2 separate regions of the Sus scrofa genome follow, and region 1 is linked to region 2. A link is a contact called in public HiChIP or PLAC-seq data. All regions are on one chromosome and are shown on one strand. Each heading gives the region's core, a stretch centred on a gene start, on an enhancer-like site or on the middle of the called end of the contact. The rest is flanking DNA. Distances are from core to core; before and after follow the strand shown. Region 1 overlaps NCOA3 (nuclear receptor coactivator 3). Region 2 has its middle 51 kb from the start of NCOA3.

Evidence for each region. HiChIP or PLAC-seq counts read pairs in DNA pulled down with a chosen protein or histone mark.
Region 1: a contact with region 2 is called in an H3K27ac HiChIP or PLAC-seq map of alveolar macrophages. The contact joins two enhancer-like sites. A contact is called at or near these places in 2 of 2 datasets of contacts at active chromatin or transcription factors (alveolar macrophages and skeletal muscle).

The regions. Positions count from the first base shown.
Region 1 is chr17:49,623,498-49,627,351 of Sscrofa11.1, reverse strand. All of the region lies in intron 2 of NCOA3 (nuclear receptor coactivator 3), which reads right to left. Among named protein-coding and RNA genes, the nearest start is that of NCOA3, 97 kb to the right of the region's middle. Within about 2 kb of position 1,886, at least 18 of the 83 cell types and tissues checked have an H3K27ac peak or open chromatin away from gene starts, as enhancers often do. A contact at or near this core is called in alveolar macrophages, where this site is marked.
Region 2 is chr17:49,474,827-49,478,775 of Sscrofa11.1, reverse strand. No RefSeq gene overlaps it. Among named protein-coding and RNA genes, the nearest start is that of NCOA3, 51 kb to the left of the region's middle. Within about 2 kb of position 1,870, at least 24 of the 83 cell types and tissues checked have an H3K27ac peak or open chromatin away from gene starts, as enhancers often do. A contact at or near this core is called in alveolar macrophages, where this site is marked.

The DNA of each region.
Region 1 (3,854 bases), core at 637-3,136, 150 kb before region 2:
AGGGAACTCCCCATTAGCTATACTTCTGACCAACTCTACGATATTTGCAAAATACAGAGAAGGTGCAGGGGCAAGGAAAGGGATGACACACCTAAAAACCTTGTAGAAGTTTTGCTTCTTTCTAACATGTCATTTTTCACTTTGATATTCCCATACCAAAAAATACGGTGGCTTTAAGATCAAAATCAAACTCAGGAGTTTGAACACTTCATATGATTTACTATAATACAATAAAAAGACAGTGGGGCTTTGTTAGAATCAAACTTGAGAAGTGAATCCCCATTTCACTAAAAGGTAAACATTTATCTCCTACAAAAAGCTTGTCATCTGTAAATTTATTTGAAGTATAGTAAAAACCAGGGATAATTACATGTCACAACTTCTTATGTTTATTATGAGAATGAAAAGCAATACAAAGTAAGCAACTGGTGTAGGGAATAAAGGTGATCCCTCTGAGGCACACGATACCAAGAACAAAGATGTTCAGCAACACCAATTTTCTGCTCCCGTTTGAAAAGCAAGTAGTTACAAATATCACATACGGCAACAGATTTTAAAGATTCAGACAAATAAATGAGCCAGAACTATTCAGGCTATCCTCAACTTACAAATAGTTGACTAGAATTCAAAACATTCTCCCAGTGAAATAGTGACATGAGTGGCAGGTAGTAGCTAACGTGAGGCCATGAAAATAGGATCAAACTATCTCCATAGAAGTCTGTGTCTTAAGATACCCAGGTATAATCAGAGAATAAGTAGGTACCTTTTAGAAGATTCTGAAGAGGTTATCCAAGTACCTTCAAAGGACTACGTAAAAGCACACAGTGCTGGTTCTTTTTCATGGTCTCTCTTTATTTCGAGTTCGTGGTTTCATTTTTCTTTGATAGATATAAATGTCTCTATATCAAAAGTATTATTTATACTTAAGAATGTCTGTTGGCACATAATGAAAATATGAGCAGTAAAGAAAAAAAAGAGGAGAGAGAGTGTTTAGACCCCTTGAGGTAAGCAATAAAGCTCTGGACTAAGATAAGCGGTCAGAGTTAGAAGGGTGTGTGCACAGAAATAAAATCTGATATAACTTTAATTAATAAGCAAAGAAGATATAAAGGAGAGATGATCACAGCCTGTGCCCTATTCTCCCCTAATCCATTCTTTCTGACTCAGAGAAGATACTTTAAGAAATGTTGGAGTTCCCGTCGTGGCGCAGTGGTTAACGAATCCGACTAGGAACCATGAGGCTGTGGGTTCGGTCCCTGCCCTTGCTCAGTGGGTTAACGATCTGGTGTTGCCGTGAGCTGTGGTGTAGGTGGCAGACGAGGCTCGGATCCTGCGTTGCTGTGGCTCTGGCGTAGGCCGGTGGCTACAGCTCCGATTCAACCCCTAGCCTGGGAACCTCCATATGCCGCGGGAGCGGCCCAAGAAATAGCAACAATAACAACAACAACAACAACAACAACAAAAGACAAAAAAAAAAAAAAAGAAATGTTAAAACTTAAGAGCTCAAACTACTGCCTTTGGAATGGATAAGCAATGAGATCTTGCTATATAGCACTGGGAACTATATCTAGTCACTTATGATGGAGCATGATAATGTGAGAAAAAAGAATGTATGTATGTATGTGTGACTGGGTCACCTTGCTATACAGGAGAAAACTGACAGCACACTGTAAACCAGCTATAATGGAAAAAATAAAAATCATTATAAAATAAAAAAATAAATGAAATAAAACTTAAGAGCTGATATCATTAGCCACATGGTAATTCAATGGCTGAGAATAGCAAAGATGCTATAGGAAGTAGCACTAATCAAGCAGTGCATGATACATGCAATAGTCACCATGGGTCAACTACAAGACAGATATTCCTAATATGGAGTGCCTGCGCAGTTAAAAACAAAAAAACAAACCTTGAACAAGACACTTCCTCCTACAGTACTCAAGCTGGCCCTGCCCACCAATATCAAAAACATAAAGAAGCTACCCTGCAACAGTAACATCTCAAAAACTAACAATGTGGAAATGTGAAGCTGATAAAACACTTCAAATTAATTTTAGAAAGAAAAGGTATTGAAGGTAGAAAGAGAGAATAAGATATACCAAGGGAAAAGCATATCTTAGCTGGATTCCCTTCCCTAAAAGCAAAGAGGTGGGAGCAGATGATCTCTAAGTCTAGCAACACGACATGGCTGGCCTGACTCATGAGACTTCCTGGATGGGTCACCATCTAGACTACACGTTAGTCTGTGCTCAGTCCTTGCTGCTTCCAGTGCCTTTTTTCTTTTTCTGACCTCACAGCTTATTACTCTTCAGTGATTATAATTCCATCCTAGCCTAAATAACCTTAAATTCAAAAGAAGCTTTTTGAAAAATAATGCTTCTATATCCCCAAAAGTTGTATGTCTGATGAAAGATATATACTCTTCAAATCAATCTCCAAAAGGCACTACTGATTTCATGGACGACAATAATACAAATAACAAATGAGAGCAGGTACAGCAAAGTCCATGAAGAAAGTAAGAATGCACTCCTAAGATCATTTACCTGTCAAGGTTGTGTAGCACTGGTAGCAATGTCAAATATCAAAATCCAAACTAACTACAACTGCCTCCTTAGTCCCCTCCAAAACAGAGCTGCTATGCTACACGGAGCGAAAACTCTGTGCCTCTAGGTCAAGACTGTTCAAGGGAAGAAGTCTGCCGCAAGCAAGAATATAAACTACTGAGGAATCGGATGAAAAGATCCCTCAATCTAAATAAGACGTAGCTTGGTTTTGTTTTTTTTTTTTTTTGTTCAAAGGTCAGTTTGATGACTCATGACTTTAAAGAGCTTCTCTGTGTACTTCATAAAACCTGCCTATGCCTGTGGAGTAAATGAAGCTGGGAGCACCTCATTACCGTTAGAGAACATTTGAGGCAAAAAAAATAATTATGAACTCTTATAAAACCATTCATACAACTAAACTGGCTCAAATCAAAACCCACTTCGCCAAGTGTATTAAGAATGGTCAATAAGTACTAGGGGTGTAATATACAATATGACTATAACCCTGCTGCATGATAAAAAGGAAAGTTGTTAAAAGAGTAAATCCTTCAATTAAAAAAAAACTTTTAAGGCAAAAAAGTCAATCCTAAGAGTTCTCATCACAAGGAGGAAACTTTTTCTTCTTTCCTTTTTACTGTATTTGTATGAAATGACATGTTAGCTGAACCTGTTGTGGCAATCATTTTACAATATATGTAAAAGCATCACGGCACACCCCTTAAATTTATTCAGTGAAGTATTTCCATTATTTTTCAATAAAACTGAGGAGGTGGGAGGTTTTGGTTGTTTCCTTTTTTTTTTTTTTTTTCCAGTGGTCACTCTTCAACAGCCTGGGTGTTTTCCACACAAAGGAGATCATATTCCCTACGCCAGTGTGCTTAGGCAGAACTGTTGATTAAAACAGACAAGTTTTGGGTTTTTTTCCCCTTCAACAAGCTGATGACCCAGTGCTAGGGATCAACAAAACTAATACATGCAGAATCACAAATGTATCTTGTGCTATAAAAAGTCTCTACTGAAAATAACGGCTCATCCGTAATTTATTTATTTATTTTTTTGTCTTTTTGCTATTTCTTGGGCCGCTCCCGCGGCATATGGAGGTTCCCAGGCTAGGGGTAGAATCGGAGCTGTAGCCACCGGCCTACGCTAGAGCCACAGCAACGTGGGATCCGAGCCGCGTCTGCAACCTACACCATAGCTCACGGCAACACCTGATCGTCAACCCACTGAGCAAGGGCAGGGACCGAACCCACAACCTCATGGTTCCTAGTCGGATTCGTTAACCACTGCGCCACGACGGGAACTCCTCAT
Region 2 (3,949 bases), core at 621-3,120:
CTTAACCCACTGAGCCATAAGGGAACTCCGCATCATTCCAATTTTTGCCACTGTCTTCGCATGTGTGTCTAGCCTTTATGTCCAAATTTCTCCCTTCCTATAAAACACACTGTCATATACAGTCACACTGGATTTAAGGCCCATCCTAATCTAGTGTGACCTCCTTTTAACTTGATGACACTTACAATAGACCCTATTTCCAAATAAGGTCACATTCACAGGTTCTGGGTGGATATGATTTCTTTTTCTTTTTTCTTTTTCTTTTTTGGCCACTTCGGCAACATATGGAAGTTCCCGGGCCAAGAATCGGATCCAAGCCATAGCTTCGAACAAAACCACAGCTCACGGCAACACCAGATCCCTAACCCACTGAGTGAGGCCAGGGATCAAACCCACATCTTCATAGGTACCAGTCAGGTTCTTAACCTGCTGAACCAAAGCGGGAACTCCCTGGATATGAATTTTTGAGGGACACTGTGCAACCCGGTCAGATTTGGAAGCTTCTCATGTTTTACACTGCAAATGAACCATATTTATCAGACTCGTCGCTATTTAGATACCATAGGCTCCTCTGACCATTAGAAGCTTTGAGTCCCCAAGTCTACTTTCTTTCCTAGCCCAACACACAACTCAAATAAAATTAAAATGGCAGCTCCAGCAGATTTGATTCCAAGCCTAAGTTTGGACACCCAGAAAGGACTGAACCAATTATTCCACAAACTGAATCGAACTGTGAGGGAAAGACGTTTCCTTCTAAAACAGTAAGAGCTAACATTATTATTTATTATAATCATACTATTATTGTGAAATATTTAGGAATGTTTACTAAGAGCCAGGCACTTTTCTAAGTCTTTTGCACGTACTAATTTCGCTAACCTGAGTTCCCATCGTGGCTCAGCAGAAACGAATCTGACTAGGATCCAGAGGATGCAGGTTGGATCCTTGGCTCGCTCAGTGGGTTAGGAATCCGGCGTTGCCATGAGCTGTGGTGTAGGTTGCAGATGTGGCTCGGATCCTGAGTTGCTCTGGCTGTGGTGGAGGCCAGCAGCGGTAGCTCTGATTCGACCCGTAGCCTGGGAACCTCCGTATGCCTCAGGTGCAGCCCTAAAAAGATGATAGATAGGTAGATAGATAGATAGATAGATAGATAGATAGATAGATAGATAGATAGATAGATAGTAGACAGACAGACAGACAGATAGAATAAAATAAAATAAAATTAGCTAAACCTTTAAAGATTAACTGAGGCACAAGGGTTTCCAACTAGGAAGAGGCAGAAGTAGGATCTGGACTCAAGTGATGTGGCTCCAAACCACTCTAAGTTTCTTTTTTTTCTTTTTTTGCCACATCTGTGGCATGTGGGGGGACAGGGATTGAGCCTCGGCCACAGCAGAGCAGAGACCTGAGCCGCAGTAATGACAACACTGGACCCTTAAGCCACTAGGCCACCAGGGAATTCTGGAAACTCCAGATTTTAACATATGAGACACAAATACATTATACCACTAGGCCCATGACTTCAGACAAGTTCTCCCTGTACAGGACATCTAGGCTGGTTATCATCCTGACCTTCTATTTCTTTCCTCTTCTTCCTTTTTTTTTTTTTTTTTTTTTTTTTTCTATGCTCCACTTCCTCAACACTCTTCCTTTACCCCAAGTTGCTATTTCAGATCAGGAAGATTACAAAGCCATAAATAACTGTTCTGTGAATTATTCCACAGGAAGTTCAATCTGATCAGAGCCTGCCTGCCAGGGGTAAAGCACAAACAAACCAATACAAAACCCGAGTCAGGGTTTCTGAGTAGGAAGATGTCCATTCCAATTCTCACTGCATTCCTTCCACAGAGCCTGGCCCGAAAGCAGCTGAACTGCTGAGCAACTCCCCTGCTTTTTGCATACCCTCCATGGGGTGGGGAGTGGAACACTTCAAGGATCAGAAGCTGAAGGAAGTACTTACTAGTTACAAGAGTTTCCAGTTTCAGTTTCCAGTTGTGATGCTTAAAAACATCACAAATCTATAATTATATTTTTCTTTAAAGATACAATGAATCACGACACATGGATATATTTGCAGCATTTATACATGTTCCTAGATTGAACCTGGTTGACCAGCTTTTAGACAAAGACCATCCAGTTTTTTGTTTGTTTGTTTTTTGTTTTTTAGGGCTGCACTCTGGGCATAGGGAGAGGTTCCCAGGCTAGGGGTAGAATCAGAGCCACAGCTGCTGGCCTACACCGCAGCCACAGCAACGCAGGATCCAAGCGGCCTCTGCAGCCTACACCACAGCTCATTAACCCACTTAACCCACTGAGTGAGGCCAGGGATCCAACCTGTAACCACGTGGTTCCTCGTCACATTTGTTTTCACTGCGCCACAATGGGAACTCCTGACTATCCAATGTTTTATGTTCAATTATTTTTTGAGCACCTACTATATCCTGGGAGGAAGGAAGGAGAATTGGCAGAGAAAAAGAGAGATCTTTCCTTCTTGTTGTAATAAATGTATTCAATTGAAGGAATGTGCTCCAAGTTGGATCTATAGCTCCTGGAAATCAAATGCAGTCATGGAGGCAACAAAAGCTCTGCCTGTAACCAGCTGTGTGACTTTGAGGAAGTTACTTAACTTCTCTGCGCCTGAGAGTCCTCATCAGTAAGTGGGCAAAATAATATCTCAAAATTCCCTGATGGTTCAGCGGGTTAAAGATTCAGTGTTGTCACTACTGTGGCTCGGGTCACCACTGTGGTTCAGATTCAGTCCCTGGCCTGGGAACTTCCACGTGCCTTGGACTCGGCCAAAATAATAATAATACCTCTTTAATAGATATATGAAATTGTAAATGAAAAATGTCACCTGCTATATCAGTAAACAAAGGATGTTGAGGCCATTAAGCCAGCAGCCACTGCGCCACTCCCAAGGGTGCACCCTGAGGGGATTCAAGATGGAAAAAAGCAGGAGAGTGGCCCTGGATAGGTCAGGTGCATATCAAAGGAATGATTTCCTGGGCCCAGACTCTTGCATCTTCCCATACAAAGAAAAGCGCTAAATTCATTAACTTGAGCCATCTGGCTTTCTTTAACAGTAATCTTTTGGGAGTTCCCATGGTGGCTCAGTAGTCAGCAAATCCGACTAGGAACCATGAGATGAGGTTGCAGGTTTGATCCCTGGCCTTGCTCAGTGGGTTAAGGATCCAGCATTGCTGTGAGTTGTAGTGTGGGTCGCAGACATGGCTCGGATCCCAAGTTGCTATGGCTGTGGTGCAGGCCGGCAGCTACAGCCCAATTAAACCCCTAGCCTGGGAAACACTGTGTGCCGTGGGTGTGGCCCTAGAAAAGGCAAAAAAAAAAAAAGAGTAATCTTTTGACGTTCTGGATTTTACAGCAAAATTCCTATATATCCTGGAGCAGTCCCTCAGCGCTGAGAGCTTCATCCCAGCTTAAGTCCTCAGTTTTGTCTACTCAGTAAAACACAATTCTTAGCCTTTAGGTTGTGCAATTTTTTTAGTGGGCAATTAGCAATATATCATATACTATATAAATATTATGGTATAGGTAAAATACATACTAATATAAGATAGTATATATTTAACAACATGTGATCTATAAATATATATTAAAAGTAAGGAGTTCCCTGGTGGCTGAGCAGGTTAAGGATCTGGTGTTCTCACCACTGTGGCTTGGTTACAGCTATGGTGTGTGTCTGATTCCTGGCCTGGGAACTTCCTTATGCTATGGGTGAGGCCAAAAAAAAAAAAAAAAAAAAAAGTATGTAGTGCTTGGCATATAGCAATGGTTCAATTAGTGCTTATTACTATTATTATTATTATTATTATTGGTATAGCAAGAGCTCTCATGCCAGACCACGGCACTCTAACCCTCTAACTGACCCATGTTATTGAAAACAACCATCACACAAAGCAATGACCTTGGTCCAATTATAATCTTTATATGA